2 separate regions of the Anas platyrhynchos genome follow, and region 1 is linked to region 2. A link is a contact called in public Hi-C data. All regions are on one chromosome and are shown on one strand. The core of a region is the stretch at or near the end of the contact, and the rest is flanking DNA. Distances in the headings are between cores, read along the strand shown.

Evidence for each region. Hi-C and Micro-C count contacts between places; a contact is called where the count stands out from the background.
Region 1: a Hi-C map of subcutaneous adipose tissue shows a contact between it and region 2, with 3 times the contacts expected there. The contact joins two enhancer-like sites. A contact is called at or near these places in 4 of 8 Hi-C or Micro-C datasets (liver, skeletal muscle and subcutaneous adipose tissue).

What each region holds. Positions count from the first base shown.
Region 1 is chr14:11,743,800-11,748,162 of IASCAAS_PekinDuck_T2T, reverse strand. No RefSeq gene overlaps it. Among named protein-coding and RNA genes, the nearest start is that of PURA, 12 kb to the right of the region's middle. Within about 2 kb of position 2,787, at least 1 of the 8 cell types and tissues checked has an H3K27ac peak or open chromatin away from gene starts, as enhancers often do.
Region 2 is chr14:11,662,239-11,666,892 of IASCAAS_PekinDuck_T2T, reverse strand. PFDN1 (prefoldin subunit 1) reads right to left here. Exons shown (of 4, transcript XM_027468158.3): 4 at 2,510-2,729. The coding sequence ends at 2,646. CYSTM1 (cysteine rich transmembrane module containing 1) reads left to right here. Exons shown (of 3, transcript XM_013100909.4): 3 at 977-1,466. The coding sequence ends at 1,083. Among named protein-coding and RNA genes, the nearest start is that of CYSTM1, 21 kb to the left of the region's middle. Within about 2 kb of position 2,817, at least 2 of the 8 cell types and tissues checked have an H3K27ac peak or open chromatin away from gene starts, as enhancers often do.

The DNA of each region.
Region 1 (4,363 bases), core at 1,538-4,037, 81 kb before region 2:
GTATATAGACACACTGTGAGAGGTCGAAACCACCCTAATAATGGTCCTTGGGGAGGGAGAAGGACTTGTTGCTGTGCTGGCTACGTTTCTTATCAGCTCCAGGTGATTCCTGCTCTCCCCAGTGGCAGGATTTGGGTGAGCTATGAAACTGCTGTGGTTCTCTCCTCCGAGCAGGAACTTGAGGATCTAAAAGCATATGGCCAGCAAACAACCCACACTTGATAAAAATACACCCACAGTAGTGCTCAGTGGGCTGCCAGGGCAGAGTGCTGCTATTACTCTTTTAGGAACTGGGGCCCCAAAGCGTCCCTTTGTGTTACACCAAGAGTCATCCCAGCACATGCCACTCTCTCTTACTCCATCCCCCTCCAAGACGCATGGGAATTATTTCATAGAAGTGAAGCTGTTTCCCAGCAGACACTATGCCAGCATGGACCCTGCAGCCTCTCTTGCACTGTTGGAAACAGAACATCATGAGTTCCGGTACCTTTACAGGGTTTTCCACATTGCATCTTGTGGAGAAATATAAAGGGATGCTGCCTCTGCAGTGAGGGTCTGGCTTATGGCCTGAGAGATTTTAAATGTCACACCTCTTCAGCAAGATCCCAAGACACTGAGACCCATTATGGGGCAATATTTTCCAGCTGTTAGCCTCCAACTATGCTATGGACAGCAGACATCCCAGGTTTTCAAACTTTGACCAGGTCTCAGTGAGACAGAAAGCAGTAAAATCCTGGCAGCTCCAAGGGCCATGACAATGCAACAGGCAACACCCCAAAGGCAGTTCTGAAAGAGATTAAGACAAATATTTAAAAAATAATAAATTAAAGGAATTACAATTAAAAAAAATGAAGTGACTGCCACATTCCTCCTACAATGCAACATTTCTTAGTGCTCCCCATGGTAAGTCACTTGATAACAATGAAAGGAGGTATTCTTTCCACCCCATAGAATCATAGAATATCCCGAGTTGGAAGGGACCGATAAGGATCATTAAGTCCAACTCCTGGCACCGCACAGGTCTACCCAAAATTTCAGACCATGTGATTACGTGCACAGTCCAATCACTTCTTAAACTCTGACAAACTTGGTGCAGTGACTACATCCCTGGGGAGCCTGTTCCAGTGTGCGACCACCCACTCAGTGAAGAACCTCTTCTTGATGTCTAGCCTAAACCTCCCCTGCCTCAGCTTGACACCATTCCTTCGGGTCCTATCACTGGTGACTTAAGAGAACAGATCAGCACCTACCCCTCCACTCTCCCTCGTGAGTCGTGAGGAAGCTGTAGACTGCAACGAGGTCTCCCCTCAGCCTCCTCTTTTCCAGGCTGAACAGGCCCAGTGACCTCAGCCTCTCCTCATATGTCTTCCCCTCTAGGCCCTTCACCATCTTTGTTGCCCTCCTCTGGAGGCTCTCCAGCAGTTTTACATCCTTCTTGTACTGTGGTGCCCAGAACTGCACACAGTACTCAAGGTGAGGCCACACCAGCGCAGAGTAGAGTGGGACAATCACTTCCTTTGACCGACTAGCGATGCCATGCTTGATGCACCCCAGGGTATAGTTGGCCCTCCTGGCTGCTAGGGCACACTGCTGGCTCATATTCAGCTTGCTGTCAACCACAACCCCCAGATCCTTCTCTGTGGGGGCTGCTCTCCAGCGTCTCATCGCCCAGTCTGTATGTATGGCTAGGGTTGCCCCTTCCCAGGTGCAGAATCCAGCACTTGCTCTTGTTAAACTTCATGTGGTTGGTGATTGCCCAGCTTTCCAATCTGTCCAGCTCTCTCTGTAAGACCTTTCCACCCTCAACAGAGTCCACAACTCCTCCAAGTTTGGTGTCATCAGCAAATTTGCTTAAAACACCTACATCCAAATAATTTATAAAAACATTGAAGAGGACCGGCCCTAAACCGTATTTCCATCTATCAACAAGGTTGGTCTGTGCTTCAGGTCCTCCTTCTCATTGAAAAAAAAACTGTGAATTCTACCCAGGAAAGGCACTGGAGCATGGTTCAAAGAGCGGATTTATGCCCGCAGCAAAGACAGAGTCTGGGGACAGAGGACCTCCTCCCAGGTGTGGGCAGCACCACTGAAGGACAAGTCAGCAGTCATTAGTGTTGCAATACATGAGGGATGGCTTCAAACCCTTATTCTGTTTCCCCCACTCCATCAAATCATATTTAGGGATCATCTCTGAATATCCTCCAAAAAGGCTTTGTTTGCTACCACAGTTGCTGTGAACAGCCTATAATGAGATGCCTTCATTGTTCTCACATACGTGATTATATGACAGGTAGTCCAGAAGTTACAAGCTACAAATTCCTTAGGGCCAAAGTTCCCATGTTCTCCAAACTGCCTGCTAGGCAGAGGGGCAACTACTTAAATAGGTTTGTTTACAGTCAACCAAGTGCTTGCATCTCAGGAGATCCAACCAAATTCCTTTCCTGGTGGCTGCCAAACACCATCAGAGTGAGCTCCAGTAGCACTGGGTGGAGCAGCAGATGCCCTTCTTGAATCTGTGCACAGCCTGGAGGCTTGCAGGGCACCCAGAGGTCCATGTCCACTTGAGGGTCCAGACTTCTGGGGAAAGGTCAAGCTCATGGGACAAACCACCTATCTCAGAGAGATCAAGACTGAGCCCAGGGCTAGTGTGAAAACTCAGATCCAGCTCCAGGAGTTGTAGAAAGTCTTCTTGACTTCAAGCTTAATTCAAGAAACAGAAACAATTGGGCATCAAGGCTGAAAAATGCCAAGAGACACAATTGCTTCAGCTCCTACCCACTGATTTGTCTCTGTCTCCTGCAGCCACAATGAGGAGCTAGCTTCCTTGTGGCACTGGGTCCAGCATTGCTCTGGGGACAGAAATGGGCTCCTCCCTGTGTGGCTCCAGACCAGGCACCTCTGGCACCCCAGGGCTTCCCTCAGCTCCATGGTGCAGTCCGGCCATGAGGAGCTGCAGAAACGCCTTTGTGTCCTTTCTGTTCCTCTCTGGGTGGGCATCAATGAGAACTTCCAGGACAAGTCTTTTTCCACTTTGGAAATTTTGGAAATTGGGAATTTGGGGGGGGGGGGGGGGGGGTGTTGTATTGGGCTTGCATGACAAGGTTTTGGTAGTAGGGAGTCTGCAGGGGTGGGGGTGCTGTGAGAAGAGCCCAGATACTGGGGCTCCAGCTGGCTGCAAAAAGGACTCAGCACTGGCCAGTGCTGAGTCATGAGCGTGTCCGGTTGTACCTCTGGGAGAGTTGATTTAAGAAAGGGAAAAAATGCCGTGCCACAGCAGCTGGGAGAGATTGGAATAAGAAACAGGCTTGCATCCACCAAAATCTGTGAAAGAGGGCAAGAGGCTCTCCAGGCACAGAGCAGCAGTTCCCCTGCAGCCTGTGGAGAGGCCCCTGGTGGAGCAGGCTGTTCCCCTGCAGCCCATGGGTCCCCCATGGAGCAGATCTCCACGCTGCAGCCCCCCCATGGGTGGAGGAGCCCCCGGTGGAGCAGGTGGATGTGGCCTGGAGGAGGCTGCAGCCCATGGAGAGCCCCTGCAGGAGCAGGCCCCAGGCCAGAGCTGCAGCCCATGGAGAAGAGCCCACACAGGAGCAGGGGACCTGGGGGGAGCTGCCACCCATGGGGGTCCCGTGCTGGAGCAGTTTGCTCCTGGGGGATGGACCCCAAGGTATGGACCCATGTTGGAGCAGTGCTTGAACAGCTGCTGTCTGTGTGAAGCCCAAACTGGTATTTGAGAATGACTGTATCCTGTGGGAGGGACCCCATGCCAGGGCAGGGGAAGAGAGTGACCATGAGAGTAGCACATAGTGAAGCGTTGTGGACTGATCACAACCCCCATTCCTCATTCACTGTGCCACTCAGAGGGAGGAAGTAGAAGAGGATGGATGGGGGGGAGGTAGTTTTAGTTTGCTTTTATTTCTCACTGCTCTTGTCTGTTAATAGTAGGCAATAATTACATTAATCTCCCTTATGCTGAGTCTGTTTTGCCCATGACAGTAATTGGTGAGTGATCTCTCTGTCCTTAGCTAAACCTATGAGCTTTTTTTTTCATCATATTTTCTCCTTCTGAGGAGGGCAAGTGAGAGAGCAGTGTGCTGTAGTTGAGCTGCGCATTGTTTTTTAAACCACAACAGTGTTTAATGACGCGTGCACAGCTCCACTGCCTCTGCTCTCCTCCAGGTAGGTACAACTGTATTCCTGGTTTTAACTAGAACCCTTTCAAATTACTGCTTTGGATATCAGCTGTGTGTCTGAAGGGCTGCATTCACACACACATATATATCCTTGCAACACAAAAGGCAGGTCCTGAACTTCTGCGATGAGTGGAGCTACTAACCTACAGTGCTAGAACAAGCGTTGAACACGC
Region 2 (4,654 bases), core at 1,568-4,067:
CACCGCAGACACTGTTCTGGTGGTGGCATTCAGCAGCCACTGATGTTCACAACCCCAGGCACCAGGACATGCTGGGGGCACCCAGCCGGAGAGCAGCCTGGCAGAAAAGGCCCTGGGGGTCCTGGTGGACACCAAGTTGAACACGAGTCAGCAATGTGTCCTTGCTGCAGAGAGATCAAAGTGTTCTGGGCTGCATTAAGGCCAAGTGTTGGCTGAAGGTCGAGGAAGGTGATCCTTCCCTTCTGCTCAGCACTGGCGAGGCCACTCCTGGAGTGCTGGGTCCAGTTCTGGGCTCCCCAGGACATGAGGGACATGGAGCTACTGGAGAGAGGCCAACCAAGGGCCGTGAAGGTGACGAAGGGAGAAAAGCCCAAACTACCCAGGCAGTGGGACAGCACACCCAGCACCAAAGCCTTACAGAGCAAAAGAAATCAGGGAGGCCGCAGGAAAGTGCAAGGAGAAGGGAGTGAAAGAGAGAAACTGCAGTGTGCTGACAGCAGCCTCCTCCTCCCAGTCCTCCTGCACCCACCAGTGGCCAGGGACCTGGGTGACATTGAGGCTGGGAGAGGAAGGGAGGAAAGGTGTTGTGTTAATGTTTGTCTGTCTCACTACCCACGTTTATTTTAACTGATGATAAATTAAATGATTTTTTTCTTAAGTTAAGCCTGTTCTGCCCCAATGGTGTATGGTAAGCAATCACCCCGTCGTTATTGTGAGTGGGGCTCTGTGGGTTGCTGCTGCTGTTGGGATGAAACCACGGCTGGAGGCTCTGTCAGACCCATCATGGGAGCTCCGCACGTGCCCTGCACGCACTCACCTGAGCATCAGTGGAGGCACCCGTCAAGGATCAGCTCCCTGCTGCAGTCCTTGGGGGATGCGTAACTGCCCCTTCGGCCTCGGGCAGGCATGGGCAACCCACCAGAAATGCCGGGGAGCCGACGGGCCCCTGACTGACCGAGCTCTCTTGTCCCTGCAGTGTACGTCGTGGAGGAGCGGCGAAGGGACGACTCAGGCGAGAGCGCCTGCCTGACGGCGTGCTGGACCGCGCTCTGCTGCTGCTGCCTCTGGGACATGCTGACCTGACTCTGCCGAAGCCACCTCTCGTACCTCTTACTGAGTGCTATGCAGTCTCCCCACTCCTCTCCCGACTCCTTTCTGTTACTGTAATCAACGCTCTGCTTTGCACAGCCAAGAGTTCCTGTCTGTCAGTCCTAGCGCCTTGTTGGGGTGGGGGGTGCACTCCTTATTTTAGTAAAGGGAAATCCCTTTTTAACATTTCTAAGACTTTTGTTGTAACTTTGAAGAATGTGCTCGTGGTGTATTTCAGCCAAAGGCATTCTGATGAAATGTATATTTATCAGTTGAAATTTTCCTAGTCCTAGAAATGAAGATATATGCAACAATTAAAGCCAACAGTTGATTTTCTTTGCTAGGTCACGATTGTTTCAATAAATCTGTCCTGTAGAGAGTGTGCTTCCCCCATCACTGTCTGTTCTCAGCCTCCTGCCTGCACTGACTGCGGTGCAGCAGTGATGGACCTGGCTTCAAGCAGTTAGGAGGCCTGATCCCACTTGGGTGTTTCCAGCATCATGCTGTAGAGCATCAGCTTGGTAAGGGTAAAGAGATGGGTGACAGTAAATAAAGCCATGGATTAATTTAGTGCTGAAGAGCTGCCTGAGGCAATGGGGTGGGAATCAGGCATGTGGTGCAGAAGTGAGGGCTTCACCAGGGCCCCAGCAAGCCTGGGCAGAGCCTTCCCCAGTGCCAGGCTAGGCCAGCACTGGGCTTGGGCACGAGGGTGAAGCTCAGCCCCAGCTCTGTGCGAGGCCACCCTTGCCACTGGGCTCCCCTGCCCAAACCCAGCCTGCTCCGTGCCCAGGCCCAGCAGATGGACACATGGAGCAGGGCAGACATCACGCACTCACCTCCTGGACTTCTGCTTAGGGCTGTAGGGCTTGGCAGAGCCATCCTGCCCACCAGCAAGCAGCAGCACCATGTTCATTGGGCCCAGCTCCACACGGGCCCAGTGGCAGGCAGGAACCGAAGCAAGGTCCAAGCACCTTGTCTGGGCCCTCCTCCAGGGCTGCTCCTGTGAAACTGCAGCCCCAGCATCCAGGTGTGACACCCAGTGACGTGCATCACAGCTCAGACTACGGAGTCGCTTGCTTGAGGGAGGAACATGTCATAGGATGCAGGGACAAAAGTCATTCAGGCTGGCCCAGGACTTGCTATGGGAGGTTTAGGGGGCAGCAACCAAAAGGCAGCGGTGGAGGTGATTTGGAGCAGCTCCTGACAGCCTGATCCTGCCAGCCGGCTCCAGCACAGGTCAGGAGCTTGACTGCAGCCACACGATGCGAGGGGTGCCCAGAGCCAGCAGCACCCCGTGTCTGTCGGGGTGCGAGGAAAGCAGGATTCCCCGGGGACACCCACCCCGAGCCCTATTACCACCTACTGTAAACTCCAGCAGGGGAGGCAGCAGCTGCGCAACACAGAGGCAGAGAGAAGGAGCTAACACAGGCTGTGGGGTAGAGTTTATTAACACTGCCAAGTAGCAGCCGTCACGTAGACCCGCAGTGGTGAGCGGCACCGGCGGAGCTGCCCAGCATCACCCAGAGGGTGCCGCAGGCCTGTCGGGAACCACGCAGCTACTGCGCCCTCCGGGCCATCAGCATCTCTCTGATGTTATCTTCTGCTTCCTTCACGCTTCGTTCCAGGTACGACTTCTTCTGCTGCAAGGCAGAAACCCAGAGGGGAGTTAATGTCCAGCCTGGCACCAGCAGCACAGGGAAGCGATCAGGGCAGAGCCCCCAGCAGCCTGCTGAGGGCGCACACAACACGGCGTGCTGCCCCGAAAGCGAGAGCCGTTTTCATTTCCAGAGGCATCCTGGAAGTGTTAATATTGAATCTCTCTTGCCTGGGCAATGTTTACACAGAGTTTGAATTCTGCTCCCTCTGAGACCTCCTCCTCAGAGCTGTGGGATTATTTCAACAGCAGAGCTGCACAAAGTGTCTGACATCAAATGTAGCAGCGAAGAAACGGAAATCACACCCCGTAAAGTTTGGAGCCCAGAGATAAATTAATATGCTGGAGCCTGCTTATGCTATCAGCAACCCGCACCAGAACCCTTTCACACTCAGGTTAAAAAAGGCTCTTTTTTCCCAGCTGGGTGTTTTCAGAAACCAGACCCTCTTTTCTATCTGCCGCATGTTCAGAAATTCCCTGCCATCATCACAAAATGTGTTTCTTTAATCATCTTTAATTAGTCCAGGCTTGGCAGGGAAGCAGACCAAAGCTGTGCATCCCAAGATAGGAATTCACCATGCAGCATTTTTTCCTGCTCGTCTGGGTTCTCCTAGGTGACTGGAAAAATCTGCAACTGGCTCCCTTGACTATTTTCTCTGGGTTTCCAAACAACAGACACAACAGTCTCCCACGGATGCCAGGCCCTCAGAAAGAAGCCCTGTCCATGTGCTGCCGGACTTTGCTGCTGTGTGCCAGGAAATCGCCACTCCAGTGCTTGCTGATGGGCTGGGGGAAGCCCGGGGCAGGCTCCCCGGTGGCGGGCTCATGGAGGGGTCACCCAGCAGCTTTTGGGCTGCACAACCACCTGCCGAGGCTCACACAGGGCTCCGCAGCCTGTAGCTGCCTGCAAACAGGGCGTGCAGGTGCAGGGCTCGCTGCCCCCATCCTCGCCTCCACAAAGCCCAGCGGGGATCACTGCGATGCGAAGCTCCCAGCACAGCTCTCCCCGGGGTGGTGGCAGCCCCAGCCTAAGCAAATGCTCCTTCACACCTGGTACATCCCCGTCCTGGGGCTGAGCAAGGTGAAAATAACCATGGGCAGGATTATTTTCACATTACAGAGCCTCAGCCTTGAGCATCCTGTCACAGGCTCCACCGAACCACCTCTAAACACGTGCAGAGGAACCCGGTGTGATATGAATGATCCCTCCCAAACCCAACAAAGCTCATCCAAGTGAGGAGAGGAGGGGAAACGGCCTCAAGTTGCACCTGGGAGGTTTGGGTTCAGTATTAGGAGAAACTCCTTTACTCAAAGTGTTTTGTGTCACTGGCAGGGGCCGCTCAGGGAAGCGGTTGAGTCAGCAGCCCTGGAGGTCTTCAAGAAACGTGGAGATGTAGGACTTGGTGGCATGGCTCAGTGGTGGACTTGTCAGTACTGGGTTAAAGGTTGGACCAGATGATCTCAGAGCTCTTTCCCAATCTGAATGATTCTCTGAAAGCCGAGAACAGCTACAGGGGACATGGGAGGTCCTCAGCACTGCCCAGCCATGCATGGGAAACTGCAGAGGGGGAGAACAAAAGGGCTAAAACGCTGCTCCGGGGTGCTCACCCCCAGCCACTGCCTTGCTGAAGCAGACCAGCACTCTGCCACTCAGGGGTGATGTGGAAACGGCACACATTGCCACCAAAAGCACACGCTGAGCAGCACCCTCCCAATGGCTGTGGGCAAAGGGAGGGAGTTGGGTGTGAGCCCCATTTTTGCCAGATTGCAAAAAATGCCAAAGTCAATGCTCCCCTGGCAGCTTCCTGAATGGTTCTTGCACAAACACAGAGCTGGGATGCAGAATGCAGAAGGGAAACCCACAAGCACGTGATAGGGCCCTGCTGCCGTCACTCTGCATCCATCCCCTCA